Regions from separate parts of the Drosophila melanogaster genome. Here region 1 is linked to region 2. A link is a contact called in public Hi-C data. All regions are on one chromosome and are shown on one strand. The core of a region is the stretch at or near the end of the contact, and the rest is flanking DNA. Distances in the headings are between cores, read along the strand shown. Region 1 holds the start of CG31869. Region 2 holds the start of Trim9 (Tripartite motif containing 9).

The links. Hi-C and Micro-C count contacts between places; a contact is called where the count stands out from the background.
Region 1: a Hi-C map of the Kc167 cell line shows a contact between it and region 2, with 1.6 times the contacts expected there. The contact joins the promoter of CG31869 here to the promoter of Trim9 in region 2. A contact is called at or near these places in 19 of 107 Hi-C or Micro-C datasets (the D17-c3 cell line, the Kc167 cell line, the OSC cell line and 9 more).

Annotation. Positions count from the first base shown.
Region 1 is chr2L:10,798,164-10,802,617 of dm6, reverse strand. CG31869 reads left to right here and starts at 1,509. Exons shown (of 7, transcript NM_164944.4): 1 at 1,509-1,939. lncRNA:CR44581 (long non-coding RNA:CR44581) reads left to right here. Exons shown (of 2, transcript NR_124184.1): 1 at 1-39; 2 at 198-1,023.
Region 2 is chr2L:10,543,388-10,547,540 of dm6, reverse strand. It overlaps Trim9 (Tripartite motif containing 9), which reads right to left and starts at 2,658. Exons shown (of 10, transcript NM_001201857.2): 1 at 1,241-2,658. The coding sequence starts at 2,137. lncRNA:CR44618 (long non-coding RNA:CR44618) reads left to right here and starts at 4,019. Exons shown (of 1, transcript NR_124178.1): 1 at 4,019-4,153.

The sequences.
Region 1 (4,454 bases), core at 260-2,759, 260 kb before region 2:
CTGCAGTTTCGACCGAAATGAGTTCGAATGACTCGCAAGGTAAGTGGACATGCTGACCGCGACGTAAAATCGGTAAGATTTGCTTTTACCAACCGAACTGCGATTGTAAAACTCTGCAGAAATGGTAATCGTAAACTGGTGTCAATGGCTTATTGGGTTTTTTCGAACTGCAAATGAAATCACCTGATCTTTTTTAGCCAGAACATGAATCAGCAAAGGGACTTGGCTTAATTGTGCGGGATAAGCCCAGACTAACAAATGGAATGCAGTTCTACGCATGGCACGCGTCTCACTTGCCATGTGACCAACATTTTGGCTATTAACCGGCTTTTGCCTCGCTACTCTATCGCTACGAAGATACTCCAAGTTCATGGATACACTCTCGATTCGGAATTAATCAGACGACTTTCAACCACGGGCAATCTCAGACGGTCACAACAACCACCGTTCAGATGCCCCGGGTCCCACCAACATTCCTGGCATAATTTCGTGTGTGAGTAAGCAAACGAGTTCGGGAAAATATTAGACGTCATGGGGCACCTTGGTTTGCCGCTGGCAACAAGAAGACGTTGGGATTCACTCGAAATTTACTGTCTGCTGAGTGCACAAAGGTGCAAAGTCGAGCTCAGCGAGCAAATTGGAATTTTTGGTAATCACAGGACGACTCAGCTCATTTGGAAGAATGCCTCAGGCGAAGGCCTGTTTCTGAATTGGCTAACGCAGTATTTTTCTGAATTACCCAAATAGGAACAATCAAGGTTGTAGAAATCGGGTAAACAATATTTTTCGTTAGTCATTCCAATTAAAATTTGTATATTGGCACTAAGAAATTCCCAGCGGAAGCAACATGTTGCGAACAGTCCAGCAACACGCAAGTTCACTTTTGCCGGCTTGCAAGTTTTGCCTTCGATCCGAAGTTCGTTTCGAACTTAAATCAGCGCAGACTCAGACGGCTCGAGATCAGAGAACTCACACTTGAATTGAGCTATAAACGAGCTAAGCTACATCTTTATGAATTTATTTAATATAGGTTTTTTAAGCTATTGTATCATATTATTACATATATTTATAGAAAACTTGTTCGCAAGAAAGTCAAATTCTATGACTCAGAAGTAGGTTTAATACACTACTTACAACATCGTAAGGAATTTTTATACATGTATTCCATGAAAAATAAATACTTTTACTTAAAAAATAAAAAGAATATTCTAACAAAAATTTTTAAAATATTTACCAGGCGACTTAGAATAATTTTTTATTTATAAACAAAAGCTGTCTAGAAACTAGCTAAGCCGCCATTTCCGTTCAAGCCTAACATTGCGACTTGAACTTGCCGCCGTTCGAAGCCGGGGCGTGCATAAGGGGGCGTGGCGGCGGGTTGGTGTGGTGAGGGGAGGGAAGGGGCAGGTGTGCGAGCGAGCTTGGTTACCGTCGACGGCTGCAACAACAAAAGACAAACATCGCCACTCTGATGTCGATTTTTTTGTCGGGCCGCGCTTCGTTTATTTTAGTTAGTAACGAGATTTCGAGCGCACAACGTTGACGTCGCGGTTGAAAATCGAAAATCGGCCAAAGGCGGCTGAAAGCTCACATAATTTACAGTGCGTACTGCCTATGGTGAACCCCCTTGCGTCGCTGAGTGTGCAACTGTGTGCGGGCGCAGACATGAAGTGAATAAGAAATTGGAAAAGCACTAAAACATAACATATATGTAAAAAAAAATATATTCAGAAAAAAAACCGAAAAAAAACGCAAAAGAAAACGGCAAGAAACGTGGGTAAGGCCAAAAGCGAGGCAAAAACCGTCTAAAAAGCAGCAGCAATAGCAAAACACCACCACCACACCAGCTCGACGCTAATCAGAAAATATTTCTTTAAGCCCATCATCCATCGCGCCCCTCAAATCGAAAAAGCGCGAAATATTCATTTCGGCCACAAACGTAAGTGTCTGCATGTGCAAGTCGATATGTGGCCATATGTAATATATGTGGCTATGTTTGTACAACAAACCAGGGGACACTTGTAGTAACAATATTGCAATGGCAACAAAAATAATGCAAAGGTTGTTTGATAGTCGGTTGCCAAGAGTGAAATTATTGAACAAGAAATTCGTTCGCTTGGTGATTTTCAGTCCAGCGAAGCGGGGGAAAATGCGCCAAAATATTTACGCGCCGTAAATATTCAGTTTAGCTGTCATAGCCAAGGAAATATAGTCAATTGCAGTGGTTCATGAAAAATATTAAATTATAATTCTTACAGAAAATTAAAGGTAAATTCTATAAATAAAGAAAGCAAGCCGAAAATGAAAAGTAGCAGCTTTGTGCACCAAGTTGAAACTAAAAACTGAGACAAAAAACCTTAATAAATTGGCGAATCCATAAATGATAGAAAATTCCCAGGAACTGTATTTGTTGAAAATAAAATTGATTCAGTAGCTTTAGCTTTTTAGCTAGATCACATTTCAAAGAAATACTTGAAATATGTTTATCCACATTTCTCGAGAAGTCTGCGAAGCTGTTCGAACAAATCGGTTGCTTACTTAATTCGCAGTAAGTGAAGGATGATGTGTCTATGCGATTGTTTTGATTCGAATACACATATGTATACCCACCTACATAGTTCACTTACCTGTGTTCAAATACCCCTGATGCCAAACAATCGAAACGCTTTTGAACTATGTACCATTATTGTTAGGTATTGCTCTTTATTTCTGTGTACTTTTTGGCGTTCACAAATTGTTTGGATTTTGAGCGGCGGCGGCGGCGGCGGCGGTGACTAAGTGCTGATTTTTACGATTACAGGTGTTTGAAATGTATTCAAAATTTATGAGCGACTTGCTGCTGCAACTGATGTGTGTGTGGCACATGAAATAAAGCCATTTGACAGCAGCCCAGACCTTACAAGGTTCATTGCTACTCGTCACTGTGTTTTTTATCCCCCCCAAGTTTCATGTAGGCTTGCTGCCTAGATAATAAACATTAATCTTAATGGCATTGTCGCTGGGCTATCCAGCTACCAACTACCAGATACTAGCTACCAGCTACCGACTAAAACGAAAATAAAGCGAGTAAATCAACAATAAACAAATGGCAAGACACGCGTGTCTGCCTTTTAGCCGTGGCTTGTGAACTTTTCTTGTGGCTTTTTTCTCCTTTTACTATTTTTTTTTGCCTTTTTTTTGTTTCTCTGACAGCTTCTATAGCGTGTTAATTCAGACGGTATTGTATTGAAATCTTGTTCCTCAATTTTTGGCACATTCATTCAGTGCGGCTTCTGGGGATTCATTGCAAATTAAGCGTTGCTTCTTGCCGATTATAGAAATTTTCGCAGCTTGTTGGTCGGTCGGTCGGTCAGGCGGCCCAAAGTCAGCCGTAAATAAATTCGCCTATTATTGCCGCAATTAGTTGATTTAAATTATTAACTTTGGCGCACTAATGCGTCCGGGGTTCAAGGTTAAGGATGGCCATTTCAGATGAATTGTGAGTGTCCGAAGTTTCGTACGAGTATATACGAATGGGTATAAATCATTCAAGTAAATGCATGCGAAATCTTTTGTCCGACCGCGTAGAGCGTTGAGAATTATTATAGAATAATTTCTGTTACGTGAGATTAAGCCATATGCTCTGACGAAATCGCGTGCTGATGATAGTTCGACGATGTATTATTTTATTTTTACCCCACAATATATCTTTCACGTGCGCAAAGGCAGCTAGCCAGGTTGTCAACAGTATGTAGATGAGTTAAGTGCAGAATTTTAGAGTGGCAAGTGCGAAAAGGAGATACATATATTTTTATGCTCTAGGCATAGTTCCTAAATGTGTGCCTAATAAACATATTCAGCATATGCATTTATTAACTAAACTGGGACTTCCTGCGACAAAGTGAAGCCGCCGCGCCACAAAAAAGTTCGAGATATGAATGAAAATATATGTGGATAGCAATATAGCCGTTGCCACTTTAGATATAGCCACTTCATTCATAGGCAAATACTAAAAGGCAGCCATGCCAAACAAACCAAACACGGTGCACAAATGGCTTGCAAAAGACGGCCAAGACGAGGCGACAGGCGAAGAAGTCGCAAAGTGCAAAAAATCACTTAGCGCATTTTAACAATGCTCATTACCAATTTTGCCGAAGGGGGGCACTCGAGCCCCGCCCACCGCCCTCGGGCGCCCACAAATTCGGCACGTGGACCCATTTAAAGTAGTGCAGACAGACAATAAAACCAAAATCGCGCATATCTTCGATATATAGCCAAAAATATTTGTGAATTTTTTATGAATGAAACGCAAAATGTGTTGAATTTGAATTGCCTTCGCTTGTCTTCCCATTTTTTGTTCGATCTGTTTTTTATTTGGATGCGCACATTGCGTGGCATAGTAGATACATGGCTTGCATGGCTAAATAATAATGAACATTTTTCAAAGACTCAAAGCCTCTTACGTACAAAGTCTT
Region 2 (4,153 bases), core at 1,409-3,908:
TGGCTGCCACTGCAATTTGTCACTTTTCGCACTTGGCTCTGTCCTTGTCGCAGTTCGTCCTCTTCCGCTGGCGTCGGTTTGTTGTCCTTGGATGACAGGATGTGCAGGCACTCGAAACATTTGCCATATTAAAATTGCTGCCGTTGACAATTGCCAGTGATTCGACGACAGACGGCGAATTCATGAATTCAACTGGCGAACGACAGGTGAGAGGGCCAAAAAAAACAACAACAAAACAAAAAATGCCACTGAAGTTCTGTGAAATGAAATTCCAAAAGGTAGGAAAACGAAACTTATCGCTGAATTAGCGTGCCAAAGTTGCGAGATTGTGGCACTTGGAAGGTTCCGTCAAAACAAAAGCTAACGAAGGTGGGTAGAAGTTGTAAAGAATTTGCTTTAATGAAATACTTCAACTGGCTAACAGACTCAGAGATACCCCTTTCAAAATGTTTGTCTGCAGTTGTGAAATGTACAAAAATTCTTAGTATTTTTTCAAGCCTTGTTGTTATCCTTTTCTACAGTTCCACATTCATAATACAATTTCGTTGATTTGCAAGCTGCTTTAAGCACCAATATTCCCAAATACTTGCAGCAAAACAATGTTGCATGAAAAATGTTCGGGGCCACAAGACAAGCCATAAATTTTCCACAAAAAAGCCAGACGAAAGGCAACAGTAGAAATGGAATACAATCAACTAAAAAGGAGGAAGCAAGCCAGGATGTGGCCAGGATATGCGATGCCTTCGCCAGCAAATACATATTTATTTCATGAGGTCCCTACTTTCGCCCCTAATTAGTTTGCCTCAATGCCGTATTTTTCTTCGACCCCCCCAAAAAGGACTCTTTTGATTCCTGGCAATGAATTTCCGGACATCACGGTCATATCATTGGCCTTTATTGGCTCTACACAAACTGCTGGGATCTGAACTTGGTTTGCATAAATAACCAATTCCTATTTGGTATTTCTTTAATTAGCACATCTTCCCTCTTCTGTCTTTCAAATAAAAGCACTTTGTTTACCAATAAATTAAACAAATATTTGTATTTGTCTGGCTGTTAGTAGAATGGTCTGCAATATTGACTGAAGGATTCGAGCATATTGTGCATTTAACAAATTAATTTAATAAATACTTGTACTTGTAGTATAGATTCAAGCAGTTTCTCGTTTTGATATGGCATATGCAACTCGCAATCATTAAAGTCAACTATTTAACTATCGAAATCCCATCACACAACTCACCTTTTGAGCCTTGCAGGTGACGTTGATGGACTGGACGTCGTGTGCCTGGTGGCGCAATTCTCCGATGCAAAGTCCGCAGGCGGGAGCCTTGCAGCTGAGGCAGTACTGGGAGAGGGTCTCCTCGTGCTCCCCGCAGACGGACTCCCTCTGCTGGGCGGCGCCGCGCGGCTTGACCAGCGTGTGCTTGGCCAGCGGTCCGCGGGCGGGGTGGGTCAACTCGCGGCAGGCGTCGCAGTAGCGAATCTCGCACTGCTCGCAGATCAGGGAAGCGACCTTGGGATCGGTCTCGCACATCTGGCAGCGGAGGGCCTCGCGGGCGCAAAAGCGATCCACAATGGCCTCCATGGCGCGGTAGGTGGGCAGATTCCTAACGCCTCCGTCGTCGAAGAAGACGAGCTTGCGGCAGAGCGGACAGGTGAGACAGTAGGCGGCTCCAGGCGGTGCCACCACATTGCCCACTCCTGGCAGCAGTCCTGTGCCGGCATAGGACACCGGACGCGATGTGTTCGAGCAGCAGACCACGCCCGAGTCCGCCTCGCTGAAGATGCTCACCTTGTCCGACTGATCCTGGTCGGAGGTGACGCTCTCGCTTCCGGTATTCGAGCTGGCCGTGCTGGCAGCGGAGCTGTGCGAGCTGTGCCGTGTGCCGGGTCCATTGGGATTTGTGACTGGAGCAGCTGCTCCGCCGCCGGCACCGCCTCCATTGCCATGCAACCCATTGTGTCCCGCTGCCGAAGCTGCACCCGCTCCGTTGACAGCGCCCGGTAGAGCCGATCCCGGACTGTACGGCGTCTGGATGTCCAGGGCACAGCCCAGGCAGAGGGCGTGGAAACATGGCAGCAGCACCGGATTGGCGTACAGCTGCTTGCACGTGGGACAGCGCAGTTCGTCCTCCATGTCTGGTGGTTATAATCCGCAAGAGCAATGCGATTCGGATTGAGTTGGCGAGGTCAGAGGTCCTGTTTAAATCGGTTTTATCCTCGCTTTAGTTGGGTTGCACTCTTTGGGACAACATGTCTTTGGTAATCCTCGAATTATTCACTTTACACTTTAATAAAATCGCGTTTAAAATCCTGTTTCTTGTTTACAACTTGTGCGTTAAAACCAAATCATAAATTGTTTTCCACATTTGAAACTTGCGCAATTTTTGTTTAGTTCGTAGTTTTTGGTATCTCAACAGTACCACACTTTTTACCAATCTTCACTTTGAATTCAATTTCAAGTCCTTGGAAAATTCACTTTTCACAAATTTTGTTAAAAATGTCCTTTGTTTTTTTTTATATATATATTTTGCAGTTTGTTTTCTTTCTATTCAACTTTCTTGCCACTTTGATTACGCGCCTAACTTTTGAACGCGACCAATTTCGATTTTGGGCATCCGCAACACGACCGATCCGCTTGAGATTTTTGAACGACTGGCAGTGGAATAACTTGCTTCCGCAGTCGAGGTTTCAATTCGAACTCGAATGCGTTCGACTGAGCGAACCAACTTCTTCATACCGAACTTCTTCAAGTTCGAATGAAATTAAACTATTGTCTAATAACCGCTGAAACATACGCAAAAATAATTATTGTAAAACGTATAAACGTAAAATAAAATTATTATTATTTTTTTTTTTGTTTTTTTTATTGTTTTTTATTTGTCATGTGAGTTAGTTGTTATTTGTTGACTGAAGTTCGATTCGAACATGAGCTGGCTCGATTCGAACATTCTAACTTGACAGTTTGACTACAGTTTGAGAGCGACTGCTTAAGAATAATTTTCTGAGTAAGCACTGGAAATTAAGAATTTGATATAAGGATATTAAAAATAATATAATAATAAATAAAAATATTTCAACAAAGCATTAAAAACAAATATGCGTTCAATTTCACTATCGCATTTTCTATCGTAATGCACGAATTGCCTTATCGTGAGATTGAACTAAAGCTATATAATATGATAAACCTTTATCAGTACAATACGTTTGTTTTACACCAGCTGCAGAAGTAATAGCAACTAACAATTATTCTTTTTAAGAATAAATAAAGTTTGTGATATTTTTATAATATTGTAGTTATATAATAATTGTACCAACTTTTAATAACAAAGTTCCAAGCAGCAGCAAAAGTTTGGCAAGGAACCTCACGACTGACCAAACTATTTGTCAACTTTGACTTGGACTTGAAGAGCTATTAATTGGAGTACCACCACTGTAAGTGGCTCAGGTAAGTGAGCAGGTAATGTCGGTGCCACCAGTGCACCACTATACCACTGCACCACTGATAAGCCCCGACCGGCCACCGACCCACTCGTGCACATGGCGACATTCCTAGTACCAAGTGCTTATATGAAGGTATGTACTACATCGCTCATTCCCCAATGGAGGTGTCAGCTACGTCGATTCTACGATCTACAAATATTATTGGACCACGCTGTTTGTTTGACTGATTTAAAATCGGACTCTGTTTCAGACCGTTTTCCAGTTTGTTTTGACACCGGAGCGGCCAACCGAGCGGGAAATCGAGAGCTAGCGATTGAGGATGGTGAAGAATTCCCCACGGTAACTGACATTCGATATCGGAAAGCTAAATACAAATAGGTGACCTGCTCTAGATGTTTATCTACACAGAGAGAAAATCGTTAGCATGATGGTGTTAAATAAATAAATAGCTTTCTTCAGTATGTATACCTTAGGAAAGTAATAATACTATTTCATATACTATATTTGATTCATTTTAAATTTAACAAAGGGTTTTTCAAATGGTGCTAACACAAAAATTGTTTAAAGTATTCTGATATTTTACAGATATTTTTTTGAGTGCACGCTATACAGCACGGTTAAGGAAAATGATGGAGAACGTAGCAAGAAAATCGTGCGGCGTGGAAAGTGCCTGACTCCCCCCTTTCCCAATTCAAGCATATCCCCACCC